Regions from separate parts of the Mus musculus genome. Here region 2 is linked to region 1. The links are chromatin contacts, called in public promoter capture Hi-C maps. All regions are on one chromosome and are shown on one strand. The core of a region is the stretch at or near the end of the contact, and the rest is flanking DNA. Distances in the headings are between cores, read along the strand shown.

Region 1 (4,613 bases), core at 652-3,151:
AGAAGTTGACTTAACTCACAAGAGTCCAGTAAGTCACACATTACCTGGTTATCCTGAGGGTCCAGTTTGCATGGGAAGGCACTTGAGAGTCACATGGATGATAACCCTCAAACTACAGAAGACATTCCTCGGGAATGCACTGGAGAGCGACAGCCTTCCTCCCCTCCTAGTTTTCAGTAGATGAACAGTTCTTGTGGCTTACATCCCTTTCTTTTGCGGCATGTAAAAGCCATGATCCCCAGATCTGGCTCCACCTGTCTCAACGACCCTGCCCAGGGAAGACAGAGAGGCTGAGGCTGGCAGTGCGGTGTTACCATGCTCCTGCCTATCCTGCCAGGAGACTGCTTTTTGTGAATGAACCACTCTCTTCTCTCTCTCTCTCTTTTCCCTAACAAGCCAGAATAGCAGCTGTTGTTCAGTGGTCCACTGGAGAGAAGCTGGGGCAGGCCGGTGATTAGGGAGCTTGTCTACAAGGCACTCCGCTCAACCTTAGCACCAAACACAGAAACAAAACATGCATGCAGGGCATTTATTCCCAGCACTTGGGAGGCAGAGGTAGGTGAAATCTCTGTGAGTTTGAAGCCAGCTTAGTCTACATAGTGAGTTCTAGGACAGCCAGAATGTAGGCTATGTAGAGAAACTCTGTCTTGAAAACCAAAATCCAAAACAAATACAAAATAACAACAAAACCCACCCAAACCAATCAACCAAACAACAAACACAAACAACGACAATAACCCTGAAATCTAAGAAAACAAGCAGACAGAAGGAGGGTGTGCAGATCATTCACAGGGCCCCTCGAACTCTCTCACTAAGCCAGTGTTTACTACAGAGTGATAGCATGGAAGGCCTGGGGGCTAAGAAGACAGTTCTTTCTCACAAGAAGCTTGCGGTTTCTTGGGAAAGAGATCTGAAGACAAATCGGTTTAATGAAAGGAAGAATGTAGTATACCCAGAGCAGTGATAGAAACATCTGCCAGGTGCTGCTGCTGCACACAGCCTGCTCTGACTTCTCAGCAACTCTCTTGGCAGGAGGGGCAGCCTGTGCAAAGCCAGAGAAGCAAGGCATTTGTGGGCAGTCTCTAACTCTGGCATGCTGTTGTCCATGCTAAGGCTGGATAGCAGGCAGACACTAACCACTCAAGGCAATATACTGAGTTAGAATTACTGTAAGCAAAACATCAAACCCGCGGGCTCCCAGACTTGAGCATGGTCTAGGGACGAGCGTCTAAGCTAAAAGTGCTTACTTAGACTTTTAGAGAAAGCTGTGTGAACAGCATCTTTCCCTGCTGCCTTAGGGTCCAGCTCCAGACCCTGCTACTTGATCAGGTCTGCTTCAGGAGATGCCAAGAAGACAGGGAGAGCCAAACAGCTACCCCTGAAAGGCTCTGTGTCTGGAGGTGACGGGTCCAGCTAGGATAAAGAGAAGCCGCTCCAGTCAGGGGTACAGCTGATGCTGCTGTTTGTTCTCTCTTCCCTCGAGCAGCCTCATTCCCAAGTGAGATCTGAAAACCTTAAAATTACATTACCAGGGCTGGAGAGATGGCTCAGCCATTAAGAGTATTTATGGTGCTTACAGAGGACCAGAGTTTGGCTCCCAGTACTCACATCAGGTAGTTCACAACTACTTGTAACTCCAGCTCCAGGGAATTTGATCCACCTCTCTGGCCTCTGTGGGCACCTCCATACATGACACACACTCGAGCACAAACATACTCACACATAACTCAAGATTAAACATTTAAAAATTAGATTACCACCTGAAGTTTAAAAGAATCCCATCCCAAATAAAATAATAAAAGGGGTTGGCAGGTCATTCCAATCCAATCAGAGTTTGTCTATCTCAGACGCGAATATCATCAAAGCAACTGACAAACTGTCACGGAACCTGCTGGATCTCTAGCTTTGGCCTTGTCTGTCTTCTTCAGCTCCTGAACTCTCTTCTCCCTCCTCCTCTCATGGGCTCTGAGTCCATTCCTAGCATACTAACAGGCCCAGAACTCTTGGTCTGCAGCCATCCTGGGCTCACTGAGCAAAGCCAAGTTGCCTGACTCTGCCCCCTGGTGGCCTAATGACCAAGTTTCATGGAGGTAAGTTATTCTCTAACCACTCAGCGGGTTTTCTACACACAGGGTAGGAAACAGGGTATTGATTGTGGATCAAGAAGGGAAATCAAAGAAATATTTAACATGTAGCCTTTACCTTCTAAACTCTAGGCCTTTGGATAAACAGAAATTAGAGATGTGGGTAAGAAAGTAAGGAGGTCCACCATAACTTTTTGATAATTAAGACAAACATTATACAAAAGTTAACCTCTTTATCAATATAACTACTATCTTTAGATGAAGAATTATTAGTTATAACATTTTTTCATACTATAGGTCTTGGTATGTTATATTTACAACAGAGGTGCAGTTAAACATTTTTAGAAATCACATTTGTGTATTTTGTGTAGATATGTGGGCGTGCATACCAGAGCACATGTGTGGAAGTCAGAGGAAAATCTGCAGGATTAGGTTCACTCTTTCCACCATGTGGATCTCAGGGACTGAGTTTGGGTCGTCGGGCTTGGGAGCAAGCATCTTTTCCTGCTGAGCCATCTCACCAGCCCAGTTAAACGTCTTAAATTAACACCTTAAAACTAAAGTAAAGGAAGTTAGTATTCTAAACTTTAGTGTTGACAGACAAAAGAAAACATCGATTTACTTTAAGGAAGCCGGGTTTCCACGGAAACCCATCAAGGAATCTCAGTACATGGATCCGGATGCCGAGTGGGTCAGAACCCAGAGGTACAGATTTAGGATTTACTTCTGTGAGGCTGAACACGAAGTCAGGAAATTACTCACTTGTTAAAAGAGAGCAGAGCTAGAAGAAAGCCAGAGAAGATACTAAGAATAGAAAGGGGGATGGAAATTACTCATGGGGAAAGAACCAGGGTAGTAGTGCACTCGGGGCCAAAGGAGAGGGTTTCAGGTTTCAAGAGGGTGGAGACCAAGAGTATTCTTAAAGAGCAGAGATTCAGACAAGCTACTTCCAACACATTCCTTAAGCCCCTACCACAGCCAAGTAATGTGCTGGCCATAAGAGCTCAGGAAGAGACAGAGGACAGTGGCATAGTTAATGTAATGCAACAGCTTTCCTCGTTGGTTTTTTCTGTAATTGTTTGTTTTGTTTTAAGTCAGGGTTTTGCTGTGTAGCCCTGGCTGTCCCGGAATTCCATCTGTAGACCAGGCTGGCCTTGAACTCACAGAGATCTGCCTGCCTCTGCCTCCTGAGTGCTTGGATTAAAGGTGTGCGCCACCACCACTAGGCTATAAATGTTTTTTAGAGTGTGGGTGTGTGTGAGAGTGTCCAAGGAGGACAGAAGACTTTGATCCATTGGAGCTGGAATTACAGAGATTTATGAGTTCTGGGATCTGAATTCTAGTCCTCTAAGGACTTAAATGCTCTTAACAATGGAGCAGTCTTTCTAGCCCTTTCCTTTGTAATTCTTATCTCTATTAATGAACTGATTCTACCTGCCACCTCTCCATTTCTTTTGCTTTTTGTTTAAAATGTATATGCCAGATCCTGCCTTTGTCTGTCCTTCCTTCTTCCTTTTCTTCCTTTCCTTCCTTCCTTCCTTCCTTCCTTCCTTCCTTCCTTCCTTCCTTCCTTCCTTCCTTCCTTCCTTCCTTCCAACAGGGTCTCTCTCAGCTCTTGTTGTCTTGGAATTCGATATGTAGACTCAGACTGGCCTCAAATTCACCATGTTTCTTTAATGACTTCTGGGCCATGTTTTTTGTGTTCTACAATGTATCTCACGGTGTTTTTCAGCAGTTGTTTCTATTCTTTGTTTTCAGATTCATGAGAGAGTCTGGTTTGCATAGTCATCTTTTGCATTAGGCGACAGTTGGGGTTGCTGGACAGCCTATGAAATGGTCCAGAAGTCTGTCTGTGGTCTGGGAAAGGAAAAGGAAGTCACCTGACATATGCAGACCTGATCCTTTAGTGTGGACAGTGGGGAAGGCAGTTATTTTAAATTAACACATTCAGTAGACATTGAATAGAAATCTTAATTTAAAAAGTCAAGTATGCAAAGAATAACATATAGAATTGTTTATAACTATTCTGTATATAAATATTGACCTCGAGTCTCCCTTCTGATGGGCTCAAAGAAACTCAATTTATACTCTTTGAGAAGTGGCACCCACAGAGAGTGTGATTATACACACATATATGAGTACTCAGGTGGCAGTGTGTGTGTGTGCGCGCGCGCTAACACAGAGGCTAGAAGAAGGATGTCGATGTCCTGCTTTCGTTACTTGTCTTGTCAAGATGGTGTAGCACACTGAAAATCATACCCTCCTCCACCACCATCATTCTCTCCTAAACACATATACATTCTCTCCTAACTCAAGGAGAATGAAAAAGACAGAAAAAAAAAAAACCCAAAAAAACCACATGCATATCTTTCCCTAAATGTATAGAAATGTTGGATAAAGTGCTAGTGAAAATTGAGCTTTTCTTGGTGGGGGGTTGGCGGCGGTTTCGAGACAGGGTTTCTCTGTGTAGCCCTGGCTGTCCTGGAACTCTGTAGACCAGGCTGGCCTGGAACTCAGAAATCCGCCTGC
Region 2 (4,613 bases), core at 652-3,151, 140 kb after region 1:
CCTTGTGGCCCGCCCCGCCCCGTGGAGGGGTCCGGCGCCATCCACATGAGCAGAGAGCTCTGGGAGTTCCGCGGGAAAGCAGGGTCAGGCCCAGAAGCCAGCTGTCCTCCAGAGAAGCTCCTCAGAGTGTCACTCCAGGAATGAGAGGAGCCATAGATGGCGCTGCCATCTAGCCAGCCGGTCACCTGGTTGCTCTGCAGGGATGAGCAGAGTCAGGAGGACCAGGCAGGTCCTTGCTGGTAGGGAGAGCCTCACCGTGTCTGGTCTTCCCAGCCAGATCCCAGGCCTCCAGCGGATCCAGCCTCAGACCCCCTTCCCGCCTCTCTGCCCTCCTGCCTTTGGCTGCCTGGCCTCACCTGGTCCCGGGGGTTGCTGGGGCTCTGTCCAGTGTTGTGGTCCCAGCGGCTCCTTTGAAAGGGCAGCACCACGTTCCCGCGCTTGTCAGGGTCGAACACCGGGTCCCCACGTGGGATGTAAATGTTGAGGAACTCTGCGGGGCAGCCTGGTGTTTCCACACTCACCAGGTCTGAGAGCACGTGGTAGCCTGGGTTAAGAGAGCAAAGTGGTAGATAAATCACCAGGTCCCGCTCTCCTTAGGAGAGCCTCTGAATTATCAGGACACAGAGGCCAGAGCACAAGCTTCAACGCTGTCTCTTCAGCTTATCCCCCCCCCCCCGCCAGACTTGATCTTCTAAGATGCAAACAAAACGTAGCATCCCCTTGTGAACATGCCAATATCGTTTCGGGGGTGGGAGGGGGGGAGGCGGATACGATTTGAAAACAAGCTCCCTTCACCTCTGTGTGGCAGTCATGAGAGTCTTGAGGACAGCAGTGGTCAGGGCATAAGTTTCTGAGAGTTCTAGTGGGGACCCAATGTACGTGTTGGTTTGAAGTAAAGTAAGAGAAAGATCCCCGCATCACACCCAAACCCTCAAAGATGATAACAGAAGCACTTCTTGGAAAGTTCTTTTTTCTGCAAGTTGCGGTGGTCCTTTCCCTGGACACTCAGCAAGCTCCAGATCCACCCTGGTTTCCTGTTCCTATACTCACCAAAGAAGACCCCCAGCACTGTGCGGTTGTGGACCGAGGGCAGCCCTGCTTTGCCCTTAGCGACAGCATCGCTTAGCCGGCGAGGGTTGGGCAGTAGCGGCTCTTCCAGAGCCTGATAAACACCGTCAGCATAATTAGCCGGTATTAGGCGACGCAGCCGCGAGCCTGGAGCGCAGAGAGTTGATCTGGATCAACGCTCTGGGTCCCCAAGAAGCCCCACATGCCCCCTCCCATTTCCTACCCCCAGGAATGGATAAGAATGTGGTGAGAATGCAATCCCGCAGGCCGCCCCGGCTCCTCTCCCCACACTCCAACTGCACGCCCTCCCTACAGAGCCCGGGGCTTACCAGCCGCACCGCGCTGGTGGTACTTCAGATTATTAAACCAGCCGTCGTAGCGCTGCACTTCCCAGGGCAGTGAGGGTGCGTCCTGGCCACCTGTGGGAGCAGAAAGCCTCCCACTTAACATTAACCTTCCAGAATGCCCTGAATGACCCGATGGGCTTTAGGCTCCTTCCTCAGCTGGCTAACTCCTGCCAATGAACGCCATCTCCAATCCTTTGGCCGCTGAGCCGAGGCGGTCAGAAGTCTTCCAACTCAATAGCTCAATAAGAGATGGCTCAACCCTTCCAGCTTCCAGGCGCCATCTGCCTTCCCTTCTCTTTCCACACTCCTGTGGGACACTGGCTAGCCCCTTCAGCAAGAGGCCCCTACTACGTACCTGCTGGGCCCAGGGGTCCAGTCAGCAGAGCGCCCAGGAGAACTAGAGTCTTGGGACTTGTTGGAAGCATGCTGTCCTTGATCCCGGCGGTGGGGGGTAGTGTGTCAAGAGCGCACACTCCCACGGCTGGTACTGGGAGAGGAGCAGAGAGGTACTACTCAGGTCCCACATCTTCACGACGCGCTTTCTGGCATTAAGACCGTCTGCCACCCTAACCCTGTCTGATGCTGATCTCAAGCACATTAACACCCTGGTCAGGAGCGCAGCGGGACTGTCTATGGGGTTTGTTCTAAAACCTAGTCCTCTCAGCCCAATTTCCCAAGTACTGCTTCTCCAGGAGGGGGATAGAAAAGGGAGAGAGGCTAATGAACTGAGAGCTAGGGACGCGCAGCCAACCTCATCCTCATCTAGGATGAATTACGTTCAAAGGGGAGAAAGGAGCTAGGAGACCCAACCTCTGGTGTAAGGGATCCGGTCCGGTTCAACAGTCTTCCGTGGTCTTGGAGATTTTGTTTCCTGCTCCGCTCCTGGGAGCAGCTCCGAGAATCTTCACCCTTCCTGGATGCCCGTTCACCCTTCGCTCTTCGTCCTGCCTAGCAGGTGTCGCTCGCGCCACCGCTAGCAGGTGTGAATGTGTGAATCAGAGGTTTGCGGTCGAGTTAAGGACAGGATTTCAGTTATTTGCATGTCTCCGCCCCTTCGTTTGCATGACCTCAACCAGACAGGACCCTGCTACCTGGTTTGGACGCCGCCCCTGCTTGCTGCCCACGCTCCTATAAAAGGAGGGGGTCTGCGTTTCTTTGTGAACACTGCGTGAAGTCGCAGGGCCAGGAAAGAGTTTCGGGAGATCACGCCTCTGCGCTTCTTAGGAGAGCCGCAGGGCTCGGACTTTTTATCACTCATCCCAGCTCGCTGCCTGCGAACAGTTCTCGAACTTCTTGCAGGATGACTGCGTGGGACGGGGTGCTACCCTTTTACCCCCAGCCCAGGCATGCCGCCAGCTTCAGCGTACCGCTGCTCATTGTTATCCTGGTGTTCTTGTCTTTGGCTGCTAGCTTCCTGTTCATCTTGCCTGGAATCCGTGGGCACTCGGTAAGGGGGTATTCAAAGTTCTCCCTAGAGGGATTCTAGAAGAAGCCGATTTCGTGGGGGTAATAGTGCGATATGGAGAGAGTTTCTTGGAGACTCAGGACAGAAGAGACTAAGGAAGATTCTCCGAGGATCAGCAGATGCAAATTTAGAAGTCTGGTGCAGTAAGCGACTCTTCCGAGGAAGAGGTTCCTTGGTCCAGGACATCCCGGGAAGAGACTCCAGCTGGCTTCTTTTGGAAGCTGCAGCAGCAGTGGGAATCAGCCCAGTATATTTGGAATTAAGTCTAGCCTTCGGGTGCGGCCAGCCCCCCCCCCCGTCTCTGGTCTCTGAATGCCTTAGCCCCTCTGTCCTGTGCTTTGAACCATGATCAAGAGAATGGGGACTTCTGTGCTTTTCTTACTGTGTTGAGTTAAAGACTCAAGAGAGTTTCACAGAAGATTCAAACGTGTAGCAAGCAAGAGAAATTTCCAAGCTCCCAGCCTCCAGGTCCTGAACTACATTGTTATAAGTCTGAGAAGACCTTTTCCTGTTGATCTTTGTTGGTTCGGAGGAACTGGCAGGTCTAGAAAAATCCGCAGTCCCTCTCTTTTAATTGACTACCAGGCCCCGGGGCCTCCCTCTTCTGGGAGAGGTGACCCCTGTCTGCCTGGCACTTGTGAACTCACTGAGTCTCACCAAGTAGTGATTGAATTAGAGGCGGAGAGCTGGCGCCAGACAGCTGGGGGTATACAGGTAGTCAGAGACTGACTGCCAGGCGAGGTAGACCTGAAAGTAGGCGAGGGGAAATGGCCAGGGAAACACATGCCCAGAATACACCAGAAACGTCGTTGGCATAGAGGAACTCGAAGGGAAAGCATCATCTTCAAAAGGTCAGGGATGAAGTGGAGTGGGGTCAAGGGAGGCCTTGAGGATGGGCTGGGTGGTACCCAAGCTTGATCCAGTGTGTATCTTTTCCTACAGCGCTGGTTCTGGTTGGTGAGAGTCCTTCTTAGCCTGTTCATAGGTGCCGAAATTGTGGGTGAGTGAACTGGGTAACTTGGGGGAAGGGGCGTGGAGTAGGGAAGGAGAGGCACTGAGAATCTGGGAGCTTTGCCGCCCTTCTTCTACTTCTCACCTATTTCTAGCACCCTTATCTGTTCTCTTGCGCGGGCTTTTCCATTTGTTTTGAGACAGTCTCTCACTAAGTAGCCCAGGCTGACCTTGAGAAGTGCTTATTTGCCCTGCCTCAGCCACTGTACTTGCCCACTGTTCTGTCCTTACTATGTTATTACACCAGGCTTCTAGACCTTCATCTTCCTGTTCCCATCACCAAGCCTCTAGTTTCCGTCTCCCCACTCCCACCCTCACCCACATGTCACTGTGTGCATCTCCCCCTAGCTGTGCACTTCAGTGGAGACTGGTTCGTGGGGAGAGTGTGGACCAACACATCCTACAAAGCCTTCAGTCCATCCCGTGTTCAAGTCCATGTCGGTCTGCACGTGGGGCTGGCGGGCGTTAACATTACACTCCGAGGTAAGGAGGTTGGTGTGGGGGTGGGGGTGGGGGTGGGAGACAGGAGATCCTGTGGGTAGGAACTGAGCGGCACGATTCTCAACCTGTGGGTCGCGACCCCTACCGCTGTTTTACAGGTGTTATCTAAGACCATCAGAAGATGCAGACCTTCATATTATGATTCCTAGCAGTAACGAAATTACAGTTAGGAAGTAGCAACAAAAATAATTTTATAGTTGGGGGTCACCACACCATGAGGA

Evidence for each region. Promoter capture Hi-C pulls out the DNA fragments that hold promoters and counts their contacts.
Region 2: a contact with region 1 is called in a promoter capture Hi-C map of neural stem cells. The contact joins the promoter of Duox2 here to the promoter of Trim69 in region 1. A contact is called at or near these places in 20 of 39 promoter capture datasets (the 3T3-L1 cell line, 3T3-L1-derived adipocytes, the C10 cell line and 12 more), 3 of 484 Hi-C or Micro-C datasets (embryonic stem cells and pre-megakaryocyte-erythroid progenitors), 8 of 115 datasets of contacts at active chromatin or transcription factors (CD8 T cells, effector CD8 T cells, embryonic stem cells and 1 more) and 3 of 9 other capture datasets (adipose tissue, liver and pancreatic islet).

The regions. Positions count from the first base shown.
Region 1 is chr2:122,158,807-122,163,419 of GRCm38.p6, forward strand. Trim69 (tripartite motif-containing 69) reads left to right here and starts at 1,902. Exons shown (of 7, transcript NM_080510.3): 1 at 1,902-2,090. The coding sequence starts at 2,085. All of the region lies in intron 2 of Patl2 (protein associated with topoisomerase II homolog 2 (yeast)), which reads right to left.
Region 2 is chr2:122,296,326-122,300,938 of GRCm38.p6, forward strand. It overlaps Duox2 (dual oxidase 2), which reads right to left and starts at 1,902. Exons shown (of 33, transcript NM_001362755.1): 1 at 1,771-1,902; 2 at 1,398-1,487; 3 at 1,051-1,215; 4 at 357-544; 5 at 1-194. The coding sequence starts at 1,840. Duoxa2 (dual oxidase maturation factor 2) reads left to right here and starts at 2,575. Exons shown (of 6, transcript NM_025777.2): 1 at 2,575-2,862; 2 at 3,823-3,880; 3 at 4,240-4,374. The coding sequence starts at 2,716.